Linked DNA regions of Mus musculus: regions 1, 2, 4, 5, 6 and 7 are each linked to region 3. Evidence: chromatin contacts called from public HiCAR-type, HiChIP or PLAC-seq and promoter capture Hi-C data. All regions are on one chromosome and are shown on one strand. The core of a region is the stretch at or near the end of the contact, and the rest is flanking DNA. Distances in the headings are between cores, read along the strand shown. Region 1 holds the start of Hmbox1 (homeobox containing 1). Region 2 holds the start of 4930480K23Rik (RIKEN cDNA 4930480K23 gene). Region 3 holds the start of Cdca2 (cell division cycle associated 2). Region 4 holds the start of Polr3d (polymerase (RNA) III (DNA directed) polypeptide D). Region 5 holds the start of Elp3 (elongator acetyltransferase complex subunit 3). Region 6 holds the start of Bin3 (bridging integrator 3). Region 7 holds the start of Zfp395 (zinc finger protein 395).

Region 1 (2,700 bases), core at 193-2,692, 2.8 Mb before region 3:
CTTCACTCACCCAATGCTTCCTCACTCTTCCATACCAGTTTTCAAGCATTTGTGACACAGAACAGGGTGGGGTAGAAGAAAAAACAAAACAAACAACAAAAAACAAAAAACAAAAAACAAAAAAAGACCACAGCGCCTTTCAGCGCACAGTCAACCCTCTTCTCCGCAAAAAATTTCCAACAGTTTTTTCAACTACGAAAATAAGTCGCCTTATCTACCTCAGGATACAGAGCAGACGTTCTGTCTCATTAGAAGACAGCGATGCGGATGGCATTTAGCACTCGAGATTCCCAGCCCCACGTTCCCGAATTTTAAATAACTGGCAAGCTACTGAGCATGAAGATGACAAGATACCTCTACTTACTGTTTCGGGGTGAAGGTGGGTGGAGGACTCCTTTCAAAGTAGCCCCAATAGTGTAACCCAAACACGGTTCCGGAATAAAATACTAAGAGACACTTTTCCTTTCCCACCTTTAGCTGCCGACTTGAGGCAAAGATGCATCTCCACATCACATCATCTATATAGTCCTGCCGGGAGTTTGGGGTGGAGACTGGCCCAGAGTAGGGCACCGAGTGTGAGCTGGGCGCCCAGACACTAACGAGTTACTGAGCCCCCCCAAACCCTGCACAAGATCCTTGGACCAAAAGTCCAGCCCGGGACTCCTGCGTGCTTCCCAAGCCCAGGCCGCTTATCTCTGACTCCAGCCATCTAACTTACCATCTACAGACATTCCTTCAAGACGATCGCAGCACCCAAGTACACGTCACAGTTTAAAACACAGCGAGACACTCCCCAAACAAACCAGCACACCTCGAAACCACCTTACAGTTTCTCAAACTCCCAAGCAGGAAGACCCCCCAACTCCAGGATTCAAACCTTCCGCCGGTCCTGAAGACCAGAGAGAAGTTGGGAAGCCATCGACGCCTCTCCACGCCCGCCCCTCACAAACTGCCCCACCCCACAGCCCGCGCACGGCCGCCCCCTCGGAAGTACCCCTACTTGCTCCCCTATGCTCAACCTGGCTACTCCAGAGACCCATCTGTGGCGCCTACTCACTTTCTCTCCCCCCCAAACATCTCGACATTTTTTTTTCCTTAAAGTAATGAGAGAAGTGAGGAAAAGAGACTTGAGGCAGTCCAGCTTGCAAACGACCCCACTCACCTTGGAAATCCAGCTGAGAGTTCTCTGCACCCTGCTCAGCCCCCTCCCCAGCGTCCCAGTGCAAGGCTGAGGGAGGGAGGAGGAAGGCGGGAGGGGGAGGGGATCTTCACCGCGGGGCGCCCTGCGGGAGGGGCTGAGGAGGGCTCCAGGCCCGCGCAGGAAGAGCCTAGGGGGGAGGGGAGGCCCCTATCTCCCAGTCTCCCCCTGAAAACCTCCCTTGTCTCAATCACATCAGACTGACTGTCTTTGTCTGGCTGACAACCGCCATATTGATAGCAACAGCCCCGCTCCCACCTGCTGCCGCTGGGCATCCCTGGGAGTTGTAGTTTCCGGTTCCCTAGAGGAAAAGTGCAGAGTTGAGGGTCTGAGGCCCTAGGGAACTACAGCTTCCAGCAGGCACTGCGCCCATACGCCTTCCCACAGGGAGGAGGGGAGCTGGGAGCTGAAATCGTGCGGACTACACATCCCAGAATACCATGGATGCTAGACCCAGATGAGGGACATGATATCATGCTGGGATGGAAAGGAAGGATGAATTGGCGGCGGCGATGAATTTGAGCGGACGGAAGGAGGTGATTAGAGAGAAAAGGGAGGAAAAGGAAAGACGCCCACAGTGCCCATGATACCTGCAGTAAAACTACATTTCCCGTGAGGCTCTGGAAAATGCTTAAGGAGTGAAGACTCCAAGTCCCGCGATGCTCTGGGCTATAGAGATTAAACCGGAAGATCCTTCCCTGTCTTTAGAAGTGAAGAGACTGGTACTGAACAACCAAAAGTCCGATATGAAACTGGTGAGTTTCCACTACTAAGTCAGAGGGCAAAGGTAATGAATGCTATATATCTTTGGAGTCTGTCGCCTCCACCATGATTTATCACGGAGGGAGGTCAGCACTTAAAAATTATAAAGTGAGCTGGGTTTTGCGATTGGGATTTGAATTCCCGCTTGCTCACATCCCACAGCTCCTGCATCTGTCAGGAGGTCTTCATTACTGTTTGGCAGATCCCTTTGGCCGCACGTGAGGTTGTATGTTACATTTCTTCACCCTTGGGCTAAAGATAGGCTCCAAAACTTTGGTTTGGTCATGTTTCTCAGCCTGCACCTGAGAGCTATAATAGATCATCAACCACTTTCCACTTAATGAGCACTTGAGTGGACTCCTACTGATATTGCGAGGCTGGATTCCGATCTGAACAGAAAGTAGGAGCGATCAGACAGAAGGTCTAAATGTCCTGTTACTCCTAACTGCAGTTCGAATTACAAGAAAGAGATGCTAAAGGGTGGTGCCCTTGAAGGATTCCCGTCTAAAGCCTGCTTGAAATAAACAGCTCTAGATAAAACATGCCTCCTGAAGAAGTAACTGTGTGGCAAAACACTAAGCTGACAGGTGGCCTTTTCAGATATTTGCTTTGCCCCATTTTTCTGAGCACACCGTTCTAACAAGTTGTTTTATTCAAGCTTAATGGAATAAGTAATAGAGTAATAAGGAAATTGAACGCAGGTGTGAAATGCTTGTCGTCGCCCTCCTATTCCCTACATT
Region 2 (2,700 bases), core at 96-2,595, 2.0 Mb after region 3:
TAGGTTAATCTCTCTGAGACTGTTTATTTTTAATAAAGATAACTGCATTATCTTGCCCTGGACTATTAAAAAAGCCAGAGAGTGGAGTTTGACAGTATCTGAAACCATGAAGTACCAGTCATCTATCAGATATGCCACCTCTTCAAGCACAACCTGAACACTGTATCTATCACACACATTTATCACATAAAGCTCTTTCAGAGGCCCCCAGCTACACAGTTAAACTCTCCTCTCTGGTCTAAATAATCTCCGTCCCGGACATACCAGGAAAGGCTACTTGTACGACCTGTACCAGAGTTCTCTTGTCAAGATGTCTAGAATCCCATGAGTACTCTCTCCTTAGCTCTGTTCTCTCTTAGTTCAAAGTACCCACCGCAGAGATCTGCTGTAAAAGTAATTCAAGTCTGGAGGTCCTGTGGAAATAACTGCATAACAGGATCCCAGTTCAAGTGTCCCGCTGACACCTCTGCAAAGATGGGTCTCTTCTGGACCATTCTGCCTATCCCCAGTCACTCCAACCATCCCAGCCCCTCTTTCTCTCTGAGTCCAGACATCCATCCGTGGAGCAGCCTCCTCGTCCCCCTCCTCCTCCTCCACCCACTGAACAAACCCTGGACGCGGAGTCTGGGCTGTCAAGGGGCAGGTCTGATGTCAGCCCTGGGGAGCCGCCCCCCGCCTGGCCCTCTCGGCCTCGGTCCTCACCGCAGCAGGTCCTGCAGCACCGTAGCCAGCCCCAGCGGGACACTGCCCTTGCGCTGGAAGGCCTCCTGCAAGTCCCGCAGTCGCAGGCGCACCACCCCTTGGCGGCGGCTGTGGCTCAGCACCAACGGAGCCCAGAAGCCCATCTTGCTGTCCCAGTCGGTGCTGTTCACCTCGCGACTCCTCTTAAAGGCGGAGAACAGAAAAGACATGCGCTCCTCATCCTCCTCCCACTCGGGCGGCAGGAGGCCCGCCGGGTCTCCCCCGGTCGGGGCCTGGGCCTCCCGCTCCGGGGACCACATCGGAACCCCAGCCCCGCCAAGGAACCGAACACAAGCCTGGCCCGGGTCCCCTTCCGCCCCAGGTCCCTCTCGGCTTCCGTCGTTCCTTCACGCCCTCCTCCTCAGCCATCACGTCACCACCGCCGCCTGTGCGATAAAAGTCCCGCAAGTCTTCAGGGCGCAGGCGTGGCGCGGCATTCATTTGGCCGGGAGGGAGGGAGGAGGGCGTTCTCGCCCGAGAGAGGCAGAACGCAGGCGCCGGACCTTCTCTCCGTGGCCTTTGTGCGACGGGAAGGCTTTTGCGCGTGCGCCACAACCATAGAGTTTGGCGAGGCGTACTAGAGGGGCTACCTATTGCACCTCCCGGGTGGTTCGGGCTTAAGGTTAGCCAGGCTGAGGCTATGGGAGCTGCAGGTGGATACACAACCTTGGATCTGGTGTAGCTCTCCTTAGCCCAGAGACTTTTAAGTTAAACAAACGCCCAAGATACCTTTCTTTCACTAGAATATCAGCCGATTAACAAAAATGGTCCCAAAGCTCCGTGACACTGGACCCATTTTTAGGGCTAGAGATAGTCTTCTTAATCACTTTCTTCCCGCTCTTTAGCTCTGGGATGTCCTTTTTCTCCTGAAAATTCATATTCTGCCAGGTCCTTTAAAAAAAAAAATCGTTCCAACTCTCATCTGAAGCTCCGGCTGCCTTGGCTGCCAGTTTAGCATTTGTCTCTGACCTTTCTGCTTCCTCGAAGGAGAGGGCAGACAGCGATGCAAGTGTCTTGCAATGACAGCGCTACTGCAGAAAATACTTTATGGACTGAGAGGTACTTAAACCTTACCCTCTAGTTACTTTTCCGTCTTGAAGAGTCTTACAAAATTTGTTCAGTGTTGAGAATAAATTGTGGTGGTGGTAGTTATAGCCGGACCGTTCAAAAAGAGACTAGGACGAGCTGTTTTTTAATTTGAAATTTGCACAGACCCGGCCGAGGGCACGCACTCACTACAAGTCTAGAGAGACTGCCCCGACCGTTAAAGACAGGTTTATAAAGGGGAAAACTACTGGTTCCATACTTCCATTAACGTGGTCGCTGTTGGCAAGCATGACAGGATATGAACTTTTAACAAAAATGAGGTATAGCACCATGGCTTCTCTGCTTGATCGAGGAGCAGAAAACCTTCAGGTTACAGAAGCAGGACGATGCAGGTTAGTAATAGTTCCCATAAATACCGTGTATTTATGTTTTGCTTACTTGTGTGCAACTGCACCGCGTACGTCCAATGCCCACAGAGACCAGAAGAGGGTGTTGGATCCCCTGGAATTGTAGAATTGTAGTTTTAGTTGAGCTCTGCCCTGCAGACGACGGTAACTACAGATCCAGCCTGGAAATATGCTGATTTTTAAAAGACTTATCAAGCAAGCAAACAAACAATCTAAAAGGTGAAAGGAACTGTTGGTGTAAACGTTAAAAATTAAAGCGAAAGTTTGTTTCGACTTAGGAAAAAGTAATTTCTGTTAAATAGTCGCCTTTATAAACTGGTATTTCCAGTTTGAGGGAAATGTGATGAGTTTCGGGCTTCAGAGTAGTTGAAACAGTGTTAAGGTGAATTTTCATGAGCATTGAGTTTCATTGAATTTTAATAAGCATTTTGAAGGAGGAAATGGAGTGTTTAGTTATATGATGTGTGTACTAATTGCTATCTATGTGCTATATTCCTCAAAGTGT
Region 3 (2,700 bases), core at 109-2,608:
GGTGTGATTGGCTTCCAGTCTCGTTATCCTTCTTTATAATTGCTATTCTACAACCCAAAAGAACCCTAGCCCTAGATTTACTTCTCCATTGGGAATTTCATTCCTGAAGCTAAAGAAAATCATTATCTGGGTCAATTTTCTGTTTGGGATTTTTGAATGAGGCACACGGCCTTGTCACTTTTACCGGTTCTCAACTACCTTTCAATGCCCTCTGATTTTCATACACACTGTTTTCTAGGGTGCACACAAAGCACAACTGATTCAGAAACATTGCTCTATTTGCTGAGCTGTGCCGAACAAGCAAGTCTGCAGGGTCAGCATAAATACACACAGAAGGAGTGTCAGGCAGTACAGACATGTATAATTGGGGCCTACTACAGTTACTGTTAAATTTGAAAAAAAAAACTATGCAATCCAAGAACTTCTCTTACCGGAAGAGGTCTTAACAAAGCTTTCAGGTGTAATTCCCAACTGCTCTACGGTTACTGTGGTGAAGTCCAAAGGTGACTTAAAGGTATCAGGGGTGCAAAGATTAGGAGTCGCATCTGCTACATGCTTCTGAGGAGTCACAAACGGTTCAGTTCCCAATCTAAAAACGTCATTTTCTGAAAACGGACAGCACATTGGGGGTGTTAATACATCAAAACACTCAAATCTTCCATCTAACGAGGGCAACAGGTCACCACATACCAGAATTATTAAGGACACACTCCTTGGATTCAGAGAGAGGCTTGTCGTGTGAACTCGCATCCATCTAAAAGATGAGGAAGTTAGAGAAAAAAATGTGAAAAATAACCTCACTATAAGCCAAAAACAATGTGACAGAACTCTAAGGCAATCAATACCAGGGGACCACAGGCTGGGGCGTTCTGATTAAAGAAACGGCGGGAGGTACTATTGACTAAACAAAGCGGACCGAACTGATTTATCAGGGCTTTGCATCCCTGAACCCCGGCCGGATAGCAGGCCTACCTCTCCCGCCCAGGACCCTGCGCGTTCCCTCGGACGACTACGACAAGCGTCGCGGAGGCTCCGTTTCAGAGAGCACCAGAGGCCGGGGAAGGGAGCCGGGCTGGCCTCCTGCCGGCCGCTGCACACCAGACACACCACGTCCGGCCGAAGCGGTCAAGCTTCACTTGCCCGCCAGCAAATTCAAACCGCGGCCACGCCCCCGCGGAGGGATACCCACGAGCCGTGGACCACGTGTGACGTGGGTACCGCTCCCTCCGGGCCTCACCCTCGTGCTTTCGAACGGCGCAGGGAGACCTCCGTGGATCCCGGAAAAAACACGGCCAGCCCTAAATGACCCTGGCGAGACAGAGCTGCAGCAAAAAGGTGTCCTGGGGTCTACCAGTGAGTTCCGCGGAGCAACACTTCAAATGCCACCCCAAACCTTGGATTGGCTGCTGGAAACTTCGAAAATGAATCACTAGACCAATCGAGACAGAACCGCCGGATGGCTAGTTTACCCTATTAGCCAATCCCGATACCAACCGTTACCTCGGTGGGTGGGTACAGTAGAAGGGGCAAAAGCCTAGCGAGGAGCTGATTGGTCTATGGGACTTCGGCGTCCCGCCTCTTCCTTAGACCCAGTCTCTTTATGCAAATGAGCACTCCTACACTCCAACGTGCGCCTGCTCAGTAACGCTTAGAGCGGCCCTTTGCCCAGTAGGTTCTTCTCTGATTCGCTGATACTCCATTCCGTCAACCAGCCCTCAGCCTCTCTTTCCTTCCACCGCCGTCTAGTGTTACTCTGAGCCCACCCCCCAGCCGGACTCTGATTGGCTAAATACTGGCCGGTACAGCGTGTTGATTGGCGCAGCTCAGCGTCGGTCTGGGCGCGGTTGGGGGGAAGGGCCGCTAGCAGGCTGAGGAGCCTAGGGGCGGGGTGGGAAGGAGGATCGGCCAACCCCGGGGTGTGGGACTGAGGGTGCGTGCGTGAGGAGTGTGGGGCCGACCAGGAAGGTGGCGAAGGGCGGAGAGTCCGGGTGGGAGGCGGGAGGGGTCTCGCGGGCGCGGAGCGCGGCGGGTGGCGGGCCGGGAGCGAGGGTGGCGGCTCCCTCAGGACCCGGCGCGGGCGGCGCGATGCGGCGGGTCACGCTGTTCTTGAACGGCAGCCCGAGCAACGGCAAGGTAAGCGGTAGCGGGGGCGCGACCCGGGGACCCCCGCAGCCTCCGACAGCCCGGGGCTGCTCTGCCGGCGGGGCTCCGAGGCGCCACTGTCACCTGAGCAGCTGGCCGAGGTCCCCTCCCACCTTCCCGCTGCGCCTTCCTGTCCTTATCGGTGCTGAGTAATGCTCTGCCCGGGGAGGAGGCAGTGATCATGGAGGCGGGTGACCCTGGCCAGGTCGGGAGAAGAAAACTCCAGGGGACAGTCGAGTGACATCCTCAGAATGTGGACCTGGTCTGAACCACTTTCCTTCTCTCTCAAGGTGCCCCGGGCCCCTTGCCCCGCCACCGTGCAAACTTTTATACATGTTTTACTGTGCCGCCTTGTTTTTGATTCCTTAGAGGACAGTGACAGCAGACCTTCGGAATGACTTGATTTGACAGTAGCCTTAGCTGCATTTAGGCCTCTGTGGAGGGCGTGGTGCTAAATATTTTTCCGATGTTGCAGCTGCCTCTTGCCCCACCCTTGAAAGTTATTCTTTGGAAAATGTTGGCTGTTTCTGGCGGACTAGTAATGTGTGGTTAAATGAC
Region 4 (2,700 bases), core at 182-2,681, 2.7 Mb after region 3:
TGCAAAGTGCCCTGGAGCTAAGCGTGGAGGTGTACATCTTAATCCCAGCACTCAGGACACAGGTCTGAGAGGCAAGCACATCTCTGGGAGTTCTAGGCCAGCAACCTACATAAGTGAGTTCCAGGACATGCAAGGCCATGTAGCGAGGCACTGTCTCAAAAAGAAACATGCCCCTATATAACCCAGGATTGAAGGATGAGAACCACTGGTGAATAAGCTAATAGCGTAAGTTAAAATCTCTAGGCCACACAACCTAATTACGTCCCCAAATTCAGAGCTAACCGGGGTGAGTACTGTTCATTCATTACTTACTCTTCTTTGATCTTCCGACTGATGATATTTGGGGTGAAGGTTTTCTGAAAAGTAAAACACAGTACTGTATTTTCGATGTGCTCAACTGACCAACAGTCCTGGGATGGCTTAGAGAGACAGGTAGACTATCACCAGTAGCCCCCAAGGCAAAGCTAAAATGCTTTATCCTGTGTTTGCTATTCCTTTTCAGAGCTACTCGGTACAGTTACATCTACTGTTACACACATAACAGGAGGGGACAAAGAGCAGTTACCGGCATGCCTAAGATTCATCACTTACTAGATTATTAGTTTTCAATACTGACATCCACAGAGTTATGAACACTCGAAATTGCAAGTAAAGCAATTTTGTCTGGCTTTCAAGGGATTTTGTAAGGAGCCCAGAACATAATAAGCACTTCCGGATGTCTTGAATCAACTAGATTCACTGTCTTTTAATTGCCTAGGAGACCCTGTCAGTGTCCTGTACCAGCACCTAGGTTTGCAGGTCTCTCTAAAGGCTGACATCCCACCAGGGGCCCAAGGCAGCACATGAATGAACATCACGAGTCGCCTCCCTACGGCCTGGGTGGGTTTCTATACAAACGCGCTCGCAGGTACCTTCTTGACTCCGCCAAGGGTGAGGTCCCGGGAGCGGATGGAGGGAAGGCGACCGGGCGTAAGCGGGGGTGCGGGCCGCCGGCCGATCAGCCCCCGGCCCCCAGAGAGAAGGGGTCGCGGCCCTCCAGGATTGCTGGGCTCGCCCGCCGCGTTTCCTTCCGACATGGTTCCTAGAAGAAAGTAGGCAACAAAGTGACTCCAAGGGCTGGACGCGAGGACCCTGGGCGGAACCGCACCCACGTGGCCTCCCGCCCCCCGCCCGTGCGTCGCTCTCGCTGCAGCTCAGCTCCTCCCCGTCCCACGTGGCGAGGCTTCCCGGAGCGCCCCACCCCTAGCTTTGGACTCCGTCACCTGCCCTTTCCCTGGGGACTTCGTGACGCACCTGCGTGGAGGCTCTGCGCCGAGTATCACAACCTCACCTCCGACTAGAGCAACCACGGGCCGCGGGTCTCCGGGCAAGGCGGAAGTCTGCGTGGCAAGGACCGGGCGCTGCCATCTTACCCTGGGGCGGAAGTGACATCAAGGGGGCGTGACCTGACCATAGTATTTATCCGACGGTGCCTCGCCGCCCTCCGCCTTCTCTTCCCGGTTCTTCCCGGAGTCGGGAAAAGCTGGGTTGAGAGGGCGAAAAAGGATGTGGGAGGTGGACTGTAAGCTGTGCCGGGGTGTGACTCGTGGGGGCGTGTCTCGGCCCCTGGCAGGGAGTAGAGGTGCGGTCCTCGGGGTCGGAGGTGGAGGGGCTCCAAGGTCGCCTACCTGCTGTATGTGGAGTCCACACTGCGCAGCCTCTGGGAGCAGTGGGGTCGCCGCTCGGGATGGGGCTCCGGACATAGGGAGCTTAGAGCCCTCAGGCCGTGGCTGGCTGCAGCCTCCCTGCGTTGACCTTGGCGTGGTCATTGCACCTTCGGGCTCGACCCTTTGCTCGCGTGCGCCTTCCCTTGCCGGTCCCTGGGGTCTTGGGGTGTCACCCTTAACGCAGTTTGGACAGAGCAGCCAATAGCTCTTCTCATCTACCTGGGCCCATGACTGCTTAGTCAAATCTGGGAAGCCTTTGGAACTGAAGTTTGCTCTTCAACTGGAAGGGTTTTTGTTTTTTGATTTTTGGTTGGGAGGTGTGGGTATTTTTAAGACAACCCTGCTCTGTAACCCTATCTAGTCTGGAACTTAAGTAGACCAGGCTGGCCTCGAATTTGCAGCAGTCCAGTCTCTTCACTCATCCCTCAGTTGTAGGGATTACAGATGTACACCACCAATCCCAGCTGAAAAATTTTTTTATTGTAATGTGTGGTTGCAATCTAATCTGGGGGGGGGGGAGTCATTTAATGTTACACTACAGCGACCCCAATACAAATAAAAAGGTTATGTAATTCTAGGGAAGGAACCTATTTCTGCTGGAATTCCATAGGCTGCTAGCATTAAAATATTTTTGATGTACTGTAATATTGTGCCACACAATAGTGTATTCTTTGTCGGAGACAAATGACCAATGGGAGGATATATATGTGCATATTTATATGTATATATCGTAACTTGTTTCCTTAATGGGGCACTTACTTTAAATAGGTATGTTGTTAGAAATAGCTAGTGTACATTTGATACATCCAACTTTTTTGCTTTCTTGTAGATTATATCCCTAGGAAAGAGTTTCAGAAAATGTACATATTAAAAGTATACTTTGCTGGGCAGTGGTGGCACACGCCTTTAATCCCAGCACTTGGGAGGCAGAGGCAGGTGGATTTCTGAGTTTGAGGCCAGCCTGGTCTACAGAATGAGTTCCAGGACAGCCAGG
Region 5 (2,700 bases), core at 101-2,600, 2.1 Mb before region 3:
TTGACCACAGGTTGCCTGAGCAGGGTTCAGTAAGTAGACAGTACACTGGCCACTAGGCAAAGGCATTAAACGTAACAGAAAAAAATTATACATTCTCAACTCTGTAACTTAAGAAAAAAAAAGTAGTTTTTTTAAAAGAGAGATTACCAATATAACAAATATGTCAGAAAGCTAAAAAAAGAAAGATACAATCAATGTAGATGATAAACAAAAGCCAGATCTACACACATGAAAACTTCAGTTTGAATCCCTGCTCCCATGTTCGAAGCTAGGCCACATTCATGCCCGTAACGTGGGGACCATGGAGGAGTGGGCAAGGGAGACGGGCTGGCTGGGGCTTGCTGATTGCCAGCCTAGGAATAAACACGTTACAGTAAAGTAAGATCAAACGGATCTAGTGCATGTTGTGTTTGATGTGACAAGTATATAGAACATGTCTAGAAGGGCAGTTCCAGTTAGTGCCAAGAGCGGTGACCAATACCGCACTGACTTTTCATTTGATGCTTCCGATGTCACAGGCAGCTCCTCACACTAAGTATAAACTTTGACTGGAAAAGTTAACCAAACCTCAGCTTTTTCGAGCATGAAATGACAACACGTCTTCAAAATGACTGGGAAAGGCTCAATACCCAGCTATTATTGTGACATCCAACAGTAATATTATCAGACCAACTCTTCAAGGGCAGTACAGAGTTAAGAATGGAATCTATTGCAAAAAAAAAAAAAAGATTTAAAAAAAAATGACTTCATCCTGTTGAAAAAAAAACCAAAAACTGCACAGTTACTCCAGACTACTCCGGAGGTAAAATAAATGCAAGTAAGTCACGTAAAGCTATTGCACAAACTGCACAATCTCTACCTTAAGGAGGCCTTTCCTACTTTAAGATTTAAAAAACAAAAACAAAAAACAAAAACACCTTAAATAAACACGTCCAGTAAATTACCGCAAATTAACCTGCAACTCAACACCTATCTCCTCTGAAAGTTATCTTGGAATAGCAGTACCGTTTACCCATCTACACAAAAAACAACAAGTAGTCTCTTCCAAAGGGGAAGAGAGAAGGGGGCTGTTTTACAAAGGACAGATAGGAAGGGAGGCCCGCCAACCGGGGTCCCGCGGGCCCAGACCAAGCAGTAATTCCCATGGAAAATTGAGCTTCAACCTGTGATCTCAGAGAATCCACTTCCTCCCTTGCGCCCTTGTCCCACGTATTTTGCACCTTTCCTCTTTTGCCTCATCTCTGCGCTGGCGTAGCAATATGCCACCACGTTACCGCGGTTTAGAAGGCGGAGAAACTTAGCAGCCGTAAAGCCGCCCGGGACTGTCGTGAAAACACAGCGACTGTACCATAAAGCTCTTCCCAGAAGGCGGAGCGCGGAGCCCCGCCCTGTCTAGGTGGCAGCTCCCAGCTCTCTGAGACTGGGAGGGGATGTGCACAGTGATTTAGTGGGGCATTGGAGAATTCCTGGGGACCAGAAAGGTGGATCTGGGAAGTAACGATAGTACAGTTTAGACGCTTCTCCAAGAAGCTGGGACGAAAGTGAATTGTAACCAGAGTTCCTTAAGCAAAAGCCTGGCCTTTGACAACTTCTGCAAGAGGGGCTGGGCCACTTGTCGCTAGTATAGCCAACAATGTTGACATAAAGGAGACCAGATTCGCCCTCCCACTGACACCCGGGGTGTTGACATACCTTTTTTTTTTTTTTTTTTTTTTTTTTTTTTAAGTTATGGAAGAATTGAGGGCAGGAGACAAGAGGTATGTTTAAACAGTCCTGGGTTAAGATGTGGTCTGGTTGATCATTATCTCAGTTCTGGTTTTCAAGGTGGTCAAAGTCTTTATCGCTGCATCCCTTCCGGAGATCCATTTAGCTCCTACAAGGTGAGATCATTCAGTGCTCCAAGGTGCAGCCCTGACGAATAATAGTCCTTATATAGGCAGGAGTCTAGCCTTTGAGACTTTGTTTTCTCTGGACTCAAGGTGACTTGTAGGTTTAGGACGATTAATCTTTGTACCTTCAGCCAAAATAAAGGAGACAGGCACAAAATGAAGACAGATACCAGACCTTTATCTTGCACTTAGTTGCTTGTCTAAGTGCCTATTTCAAGAATCTTGGAAGTGAGTAGCCCTTGTGTGGGGACTTGGGAGCTCAGATACACCACACATAGAGATGGGATAGAAATCCCACATACCATGAACATTAAACCTTCAGTGTGATAACGCTAAGTTCTGATTTCCCTAAAAGACAGCAAACAAGAAGCAAGTATCAGTTTGATCTTTCAGGCTTTGCAGCCTAGAGGATTCCTGGGTCTCTGATTTTTCTTGATGACAATCTTGAAAACACTAGGTGAGACACCATGTACAAAATTTTGCAACATCTGGAGATGGGACTTGGAATAACTTTTTCTTGAAACCCTTCCATGACCTCCTTTGTGTATGGACCAAAGATTAAGAATCCTTGATATTAATAAAGAATGGAAGGTGTGATGTTTCAAGTTTCTTATTACCCAGTAGAGTTGAGGTAGCTCTGACTTGGTTGTCACCACTACACTGAAACTGTCCTGGTCAAGACTTTGAGATTTTTCAGTGTACCAAATTATCTTAATACCACCCTCTTGTCAACAAAACTAACTTCCCTGAAAATATTTTTTTAGATAAGGGCCCCCCACTCTAGAATTTTCAATCATTATTATTATTTCAG
Region 6 (2,700 bases), core at 7-2,506, 2.4 Mb after region 3:
CATCCACAAGTGCTGGAACACCAAGAGACTCACAATCACACAGTGTTTCCATTCATCTCACCCCATACAAAGCTGCAAGACTCTCCCAACCCATGCTCTCTGCCTCAGCTGTTTGTCAAGGATTCTGGGTCTTCTATTCTCTTCAAGACCACTCCTTTGCTCCTGCTTACTTATTTCCTGAAGAAATAGCATGGTGATGGTCTGTGACATGTCTTGAGGGAGCCACCTCCTATTGGAAAGCCTTTTTAAAACTAAAAGCCATCCCTTGTTCCTCCTCCTCTGAGCCCCTGGGCCCTGGGAATTTGGGACACGTTGTATATACCTCTGCTCTAGGTCATAGGGACTTAGCTGCTCCCCTGGCTGTGCCTACAACCCTCCAGGTACATTTGAAGAAAGCGAAGTCCTAGAGAGGTCAGGAGAGAGGATTGGAACGGTTCTCTCTGCTTGAGTTTCTGGCTTCTAAAGCAGGAACTTGGGCAGAGAAACTCGGTTCAGCGTATAACTCTAGGTAGTTTGTGGTACACTGGGGCTCTGAATTCTGAGGCCCAATGCAAGCTGTTTGCTTAGATCTTATTCTTCTAAAACCCCATGCACAGCTCCAGGGGCCCCTAACAGCCTGTCCAGCAACTTGTTAGGATTTTTCCTAACATTGCCGAGGCCTTCTACTCCTGTTGTTGTTGTTTTGTTTGCTAGGCTTTGGTGTATTGTTTTCTCTTAAGACTGGATTGATTGTGAAGCCCAGATGGGCCATGTTGTCAACATTAGCCTCGAACTCATGACCTCTCCCTGCCTCAACCTCCAGAATTCGGGGATTGCAGATACCTGTCTGTCATCACACCGGGCTTTCTGAATCTTCCCTCATTGAATAGCTTCACAGACTAGTCCACCCTGAAAAGCACTTAACTCTGTTTCCATTCGAACCCCGAACCTTCTTGAAGAGGGGGGAGGGGACCCAGGTGATGTAGGTGAGACATGCAACATTTTCAATACGAAAGTGTGTAGAGCAAAGCGCAAGCTTCCCGTCTACTGTGTCTCCTCTAGCTCCTTCCCCTGTCGCCGCTTGTGTCTCCGAGTTAGAAACCCCATATCAGACAGAAACTGCAGCCCGTGATGGGTTCTACGCACAGAGCCTTAAAAGCAGGGCCGGAGCGCAACCACGTCCCGCAAAGAAAGTCCGCCTCAAACAACAAGAGAACAAAGTGTTAACGCGTGGGCCCGCCTCCCTCCCGCCTCTTCCGGGCATAAGGGGGCGTGTCCCTCATCACTTCCTGGAGACTGGCCGAATCCGGAAGTGATCCTCGAGAACCTACTTTTCTACCGAGGACCCCGGCAGTCGGCGTGGGTTTAGGACCATGAGCTGGTGAGTGAGGCCGGGTGGCGTCGGCTGGAGCCAGGGCGGCCCGACAGCCCTGCTCCTAAGCGGTTCCGGGAGCCTCCTCGGTGCTCTCCCGGAGGCTCCATCTCTCGGCCAGACTCCCGAGGAGGATCCCTTAGCCTTGGACCCGCGTCTGATCCCTGTTGCCTGCCCTTTCTCCCATCGCATTTCCTTTCACCTCCTTGGCGTGAGGAGTCCCTCTTCCCTCTTCTCTCAGCTATCCATTGAGGTGGAGTCAGTGTCCTCCTTCGCTCCCGTGGGCATCTCTACACCGCGCTTATCTGCTCCGGAGCTGTGTTGCTCATTGAGGCAGACTAGGCACAGTTCTGTGACCAAAATCCAGCTGCTTTCAGACAACTGGAATAACATCACCTAACAGTGCCTCAAAAGACGAAATTCTTTTTAAAAATGTAAAAGTTGATTCTCACATGGGAAGGATCAGAATTGCACCACACACACACACACACACACACACACACACACACACATTTAATGTGTGATTGGACTGTTTGAATCTTTCCAGGGCTGTGACCCCACTGCCCTCTCTCTAAGATAGACATAGCTTAAACTTTATGGGGATCGTCAAACCAAGGAGCCATAGAGCTGGAATGTCACAGCTGCAGATGGGGGTGGGGGGAGCTCACGGTGGATACTTCCTGTTTGTGATTAGCCTAATGTGGAAGGTCCTCTTTCCCCAAAAGCTGGTCCTTAATTGTTGCTCTGGGGTTTTTGTTTTTGTTTTTACGTGCAGATGAAAAGTCATAAATTTTCTGTCTTCCTAGGGCTTCTTTAAAGGCTGTCAATGTCTTTACCATTAGGCCCAAGAGCCTGTGTGTCCATGGTCCCCACTCAAACTCCTAACTGTTTACAATGCATTTGTATGAATAAATTGGCCTCCAAGGAAGTATGAGATTAATCAGCCCTCTTTAGATCCCAAGGTGCATTAATGTAGGGGGCTGGACTTGCTCAGAGCCCAGTCTGTTATGCAAAATAAGTGCATGATAATCAGCTATGAATGAATGAAATTAGCTAGACACCCTCTGAGAAGGCTTTCACACTTGACCACCAGTGGAGACCAAGCTTTCGCCACAAGCAGCTAATGTCAGTCAATGTCAAGGATAGCTTTCTAATGTACAGTGTAAACCACTTCTGCCCCTTCCTCCACCTGCTTCTCAGACTGAGGTTAATTGGTGGACAAATGTCAGACAGCTGGAGAAGCAGGGAACAGAACACACACACACACACACACACACACACACCCGCGAAGCTCTAATAAGCCTCAGCAGGAGATACTCATTTCCCCTCAACCTCTTCCTCCAAGAGGC
Region 7 (2,700 bases), core at 99-2,598, 2.4 Mb before region 3:
TTGATTCCCTCCGCTATGTTGTGCATGTTGGGGCTCTAACTTGTGACATCAGACTTGGTCACAAGCAGTGTTACCCACGAGCCCTCTTGCCAGTTCCCAGGACATATTGTTTTTCATTTGCCGTGAGCTAGGCACTATCTCTAGTTACACTGCTTTGTTTTATAGATCAAGAAGCTGATGTGTTTAGGGCTGAACCTGCTAAAGATGCCAATGCTAACTCAGCTCTTAAAATGGGATGTGATTCCCAAGCTCTACTAACACTCCACGGCCTCCTAGAAACACAGGAAGTCCAAAATTGGAGGTGAACTGCAACTTCGAAGTATTTTAAAACTTTTTTTTTGAGAAGGGAGGGGCTATTACTCTTTTACTCATTAAATTTGATTGTAAACACACACACACACACACACTCACACACACTTAGACATTCGCACACACCCCTCTCCACTGTCCTTGGCCTTATCTAGAAAAAACACAGAACTACACAATGGAACCGCTTCGATTCTCCCTGTTACAAATTATCCAAAAGCCAGAGCCTAACGGTGCCAAAAAGCAACCGGTATTGTTTACACAAGGGCTGAAGGCTAATAGTTAACTTTCTCCTATTTAATTCCAGAAACAGTAAACATCGCCTCGCGCTACAACTACAAACGAATAAAAGTCATAAAACTGGAGAAGAACACTCTTGGTCCAAAGCGAAATGGAAAGGTTGGGTTTTCAAGCGCTTCCGCCCTCGCGCGCCGCCTCCCGCTACCCGGCCTCGGGTCCCTGTCGCCCTCGCCAAGCTCCTGTCCCTGGCGCCTAGAGCTTCTGGCTTCCTTTCCCGCCCTGGGGCGCGCTGGAAAAACAACAGCCAGAAACTTTGGTTGGGTTTGCAGTTCAGTTGGGGGGGGGGTCGGGGGGGGAGTCAAAAAAAAAAAAAAGGAGGCGCGGGGGTAGCAGATACGCTAGTTCGGTTCCGGGTGGTGCTGAACGCTCGGATTTCGGGGTGGGGGCTGGGGAAGTGGGTCACAACTCGGTCAGGTTCAAGTGCGCATGTGTGAGAGGAGTCGCTCCAGCACTTATTGAGCGCCCACTGTGTACCGCCAAGCAGGGTGTGTGGAGCGCGCGCGCGCACGTCCGGGGCTGGGGCTGGGGGCGCGCGAGTCGTGCGCGCGCGTGGCCGGGGGTGTGTCCCTGCGTCTGGCTGGCTCGCGGGCGGACTGGCTGCGAGCGGCTCGGCGCGCTCCCTTCCCGGGCGGGGGAATCCGGGCCGGGTTGTGGCCGCGGCCGCGTACGTGAGCGCAGTGTCCCGGAGAGGGAGGGCAGGCCGGCCAGGTGGGCGCGAAGGCGGCGGCGCGGGAGGCGGCGCAGTGCAGGGGCCGCGCCGGTGGCGGGCAGGGCCGCGGCCGCTGCAGGGAGCCGAGCTGTCTGGGTCAGTGGCCGGCCGAGGTGAGCTGCGCGCGGGACCTCGCATGGGTTGCAGCCCGGGTTTGGGGCCGACAGCCAGGGGTGGGTGGGAGACCCGGGAGGCTCGCGCGGCCCGGGCAGGACCGGGGCTGCTGCGGCGCTGGCGGGGTGACTGGGTGGGGGTGGCCGCTCTCCCTCTCACGCGTCGCCTTGTTTATGTCGCGGGTCCTACGGCCCGATCTCCCTCCCAACTTTGAGTGGTGGCCGGGAGTGGCCTCGCGGGGCCACACTGACCTGTTAACCTGCTCCCTTTCCGGCTGAGCCGTCAGCCCTGCGCTATGCGCGCCCCTGCCCTCTCCATAACCAGAGAGTGCCGTGCTGCGGGACTGGCCTCGCGACACACCCTCTCTCAACCCCCTTCTTGCGGCCCCTTTCGCCGCCCCCTTGGCTCTAAGCCTTCCGGGCTCACCCCGGGTCCCTCCCGGGCCGTGGCACTGTGGGCCTCTGGAGTGGCCCATGGGGGCCTGCAAAGGGAGTTTGTCATGGGCAAACAATTCCAAGGCTTCCTGCCTGGGAGTTAAGGCTCTGCACCTTCACTTTAGGGCCCTCTTGGAGATCTAAAGAGACCCACCTGCCAGCAATCTTGCAGGAGCCCTGTTTTCCATCCCTCCCTTTCCTGTGGTTCTGGAGGACTTCCACCAGGCATGGGTTCCCATGATGCCAGGCCATGGCACAGGGGCTATCTATAGTTCTTCACTGCTTTCTGCAAGATCCCTTAACAGAATGGTGTAAAGTGGAGCAGTTTGTTTCAAACTGAGCAATCAACAGGTATTGTAGCCTGAGGACATCCTTCTAAGGGGGGTTGTGTAAATAGAGGTTCTTGCTTTGGAAGGGTGAAACACAAGGAAATTGGTTAGCCCACAGGTACCTCTGAGAAGCCACTCTGCCCTCTTCCCACTGCCAAGCTTTCTGGATGATGTCTCTGAAAGCTATGAGAGAGAAATGATTTGAGAGCTCAAATGCAAATGAACGTGCAAGGGCTGCAAAGTTACTGTGCAGGCTCAGGCACAGGAGGCATGGGAGATAAAGGTGGGGAAGGGAATACGGAACTCAGTTTGAAATAATTTCCACCTGTGGATAATTCCCTGGCAAGACTCAGTCAGAAGGAGGAGTTCACAGGTGACAAGTTTACAAAAGGATGTCCAAGGGCTTGCTTGTCTTGGTGAGAAAGGCAATAGAAGACTCATAGATAACACCCGTCGGGGCTTGTAATCTCTTGGAGGACATAGAAAGACTTGAGCATGTGAAATATGA

Evidence for each region. Promoter capture Hi-C pulls out the DNA fragments that hold promoters and counts their contacts. HiCAR-type assays count read pairs that join an accessible place to other places. HiChIP or PLAC-seq counts read pairs in DNA pulled down with a chosen protein or histone mark.
Region 1: a promoter capture Hi-C map of pre-B cells shows a contact between it and region 3. The contact joins the promoter of Hmbox1 here to the promoter of Cdca2 in region 3. A contact is called at or near these places in 2 of 39 promoter capture datasets (liver and pre-B cells).
Region 2: a HiCAR-type map of astrocytes shows a contact between it and region 3, with 2.7 times the contacts expected there. The contact joins the promoter of 4930480K23Rik here to the promoter of Cdca2 in region 3. A contact is called at or near these places in 1 of 39 promoter capture datasets (liver), 1 of 484 Hi-C or Micro-C datasets (embryonic stem cells) and 2 of 115 datasets of contacts at active chromatin or transcription factors (astrocytes and embryonic stem cells).
Region 4: a HiCAR-type map of astrocytes shows a contact between it and region 3, with 4 times the contacts expected there. The contact joins the promoter of Polr3d here to the promoter of Cdca2 in region 3. A contact is called at or near these places in 2 of 39 promoter capture datasets (liver and pre-B cells) and 1 of 115 datasets of contacts at active chromatin or transcription factors (astrocytes).
Region 5: an H3K27ac HiChIP or PLAC-seq map of thymic regulatory T cells shows a contact between it and region 3, with 4 times the contacts expected there. The contact joins the promoter of Elp3 here to the promoter of Cdca2 in region 3. A contact is called at or near these places in 1 of 39 promoter capture datasets (pre-B cells), 1 of 484 Hi-C or Micro-C datasets (CD4 T cells) and 1 of 115 datasets of contacts at active chromatin or transcription factors (thymic regulatory T cells).
Region 6: a contact with region 3 is called in a promoter capture Hi-C map of pre-B cells, with 4 times the contacts expected there. The contact joins the promoter of Bin3 here to the promoter of Cdca2 in region 3.
Region 7: a promoter capture Hi-C map of pre-B cells shows a contact between it and region 3, with 6 times the contacts expected there. The contact joins the promoter of Zfp395 here to the promoter of Cdca2 in region 3. A contact is called at or near these places in 2 of 39 promoter capture datasets (liver and pre-B cells) and 1 of 484 Hi-C or Micro-C datasets (myocytes).

The regions. Positions count from the first base shown.
Region 1 is chr14:64,948,415-64,951,114 of GRCm38.p6, forward strand. Hmbox1 (homeobox containing 1) reads right to left here and starts at 1,443. Exons shown (of 10, transcript NM_177338.6): 1 at 1,163-1,443. It overlaps Ints9 (integrator complex subunit 9), which reads left to right and starts at 1,879. Exons shown (of 17, transcript NM_153414.5): 1 at 1,879-1,953. The coding sequence starts at 1,945.
Region 2 is chr14:69,731,489-69,734,188 of GRCm38.p6, forward strand. It overlaps 4930480K23Rik (RIKEN cDNA 4930480K23 gene), which reads left to right and starts at 1,346. Exons shown (of 3, transcript NR_130157.1): 1 at 1,346-2,180. Chmp7 (charged multivesicular body protein 7) reads right to left here and starts at 1,082. Exons shown (of 10, transcript NM_134078.4): 1 at 703-1,082. The coding sequence starts at 1,001.
Region 3 is chr14:67,714,252-67,716,951 of GRCm38.p6, forward strand. Cdca2 (cell division cycle associated 2) reads right to left here and starts at 1,359. Exons shown (of 15, transcript NM_001110162.1): 1 at 973-1,359; 2 at 691-754; 3 at 432-605. The coding sequence starts at 754. Kctd9 (potassium channel tetramerisation domain containing 9) reads left to right here and starts at 1,847. Exons shown (of 12, transcript NM_001111028.1): 1 at 1,847-2,133. The coding sequence starts at 2,086.
Region 4 is chr14:70,442,040-70,444,739 of GRCm38.p6, forward strand. Polr3d (polymerase (RNA) III (DNA directed) polypeptide D) reads right to left here and starts at 1,432. Exons shown (of 9, transcript NM_025945.3): 1 at 1,294-1,432; 2 at 912-1,081; 3 at 313-356. The coding sequence starts at 1,076. It overlaps Mir320 (microRNA 320), which reads left to right and starts at 1,471; the gene lies at 1,471-1,552.
Region 5 is chr14:65,591,762-65,594,461 of GRCm38.p6, forward strand. It overlaps Elp3 (elongator acetyltransferase complex subunit 3), which reads right to left and starts at 1,351. Exons shown (of 15, transcript NM_001253812.1): 1 at 1,164-1,351. The coding sequence starts at 1,239. It also overlaps a transcript of Nuggc not described here.
Region 6 is chr14:70,098,837-70,101,536 of GRCm38.p6, forward strand. Bin3 (bridging integrator 3) reads left to right here and starts at 1,257. Exons shown (of 9, transcript NM_021328.4): 1 at 1,257-1,360. The coding sequence starts at 1,353.
Region 7 is chr14:65,357,328-65,360,027 of GRCm38.p6, forward strand. It overlaps Zfp395 (zinc finger protein 395), which reads left to right and starts at 1,349. Exons shown (of 10, transcript NM_199029.2): 1 at 1,349-1,428.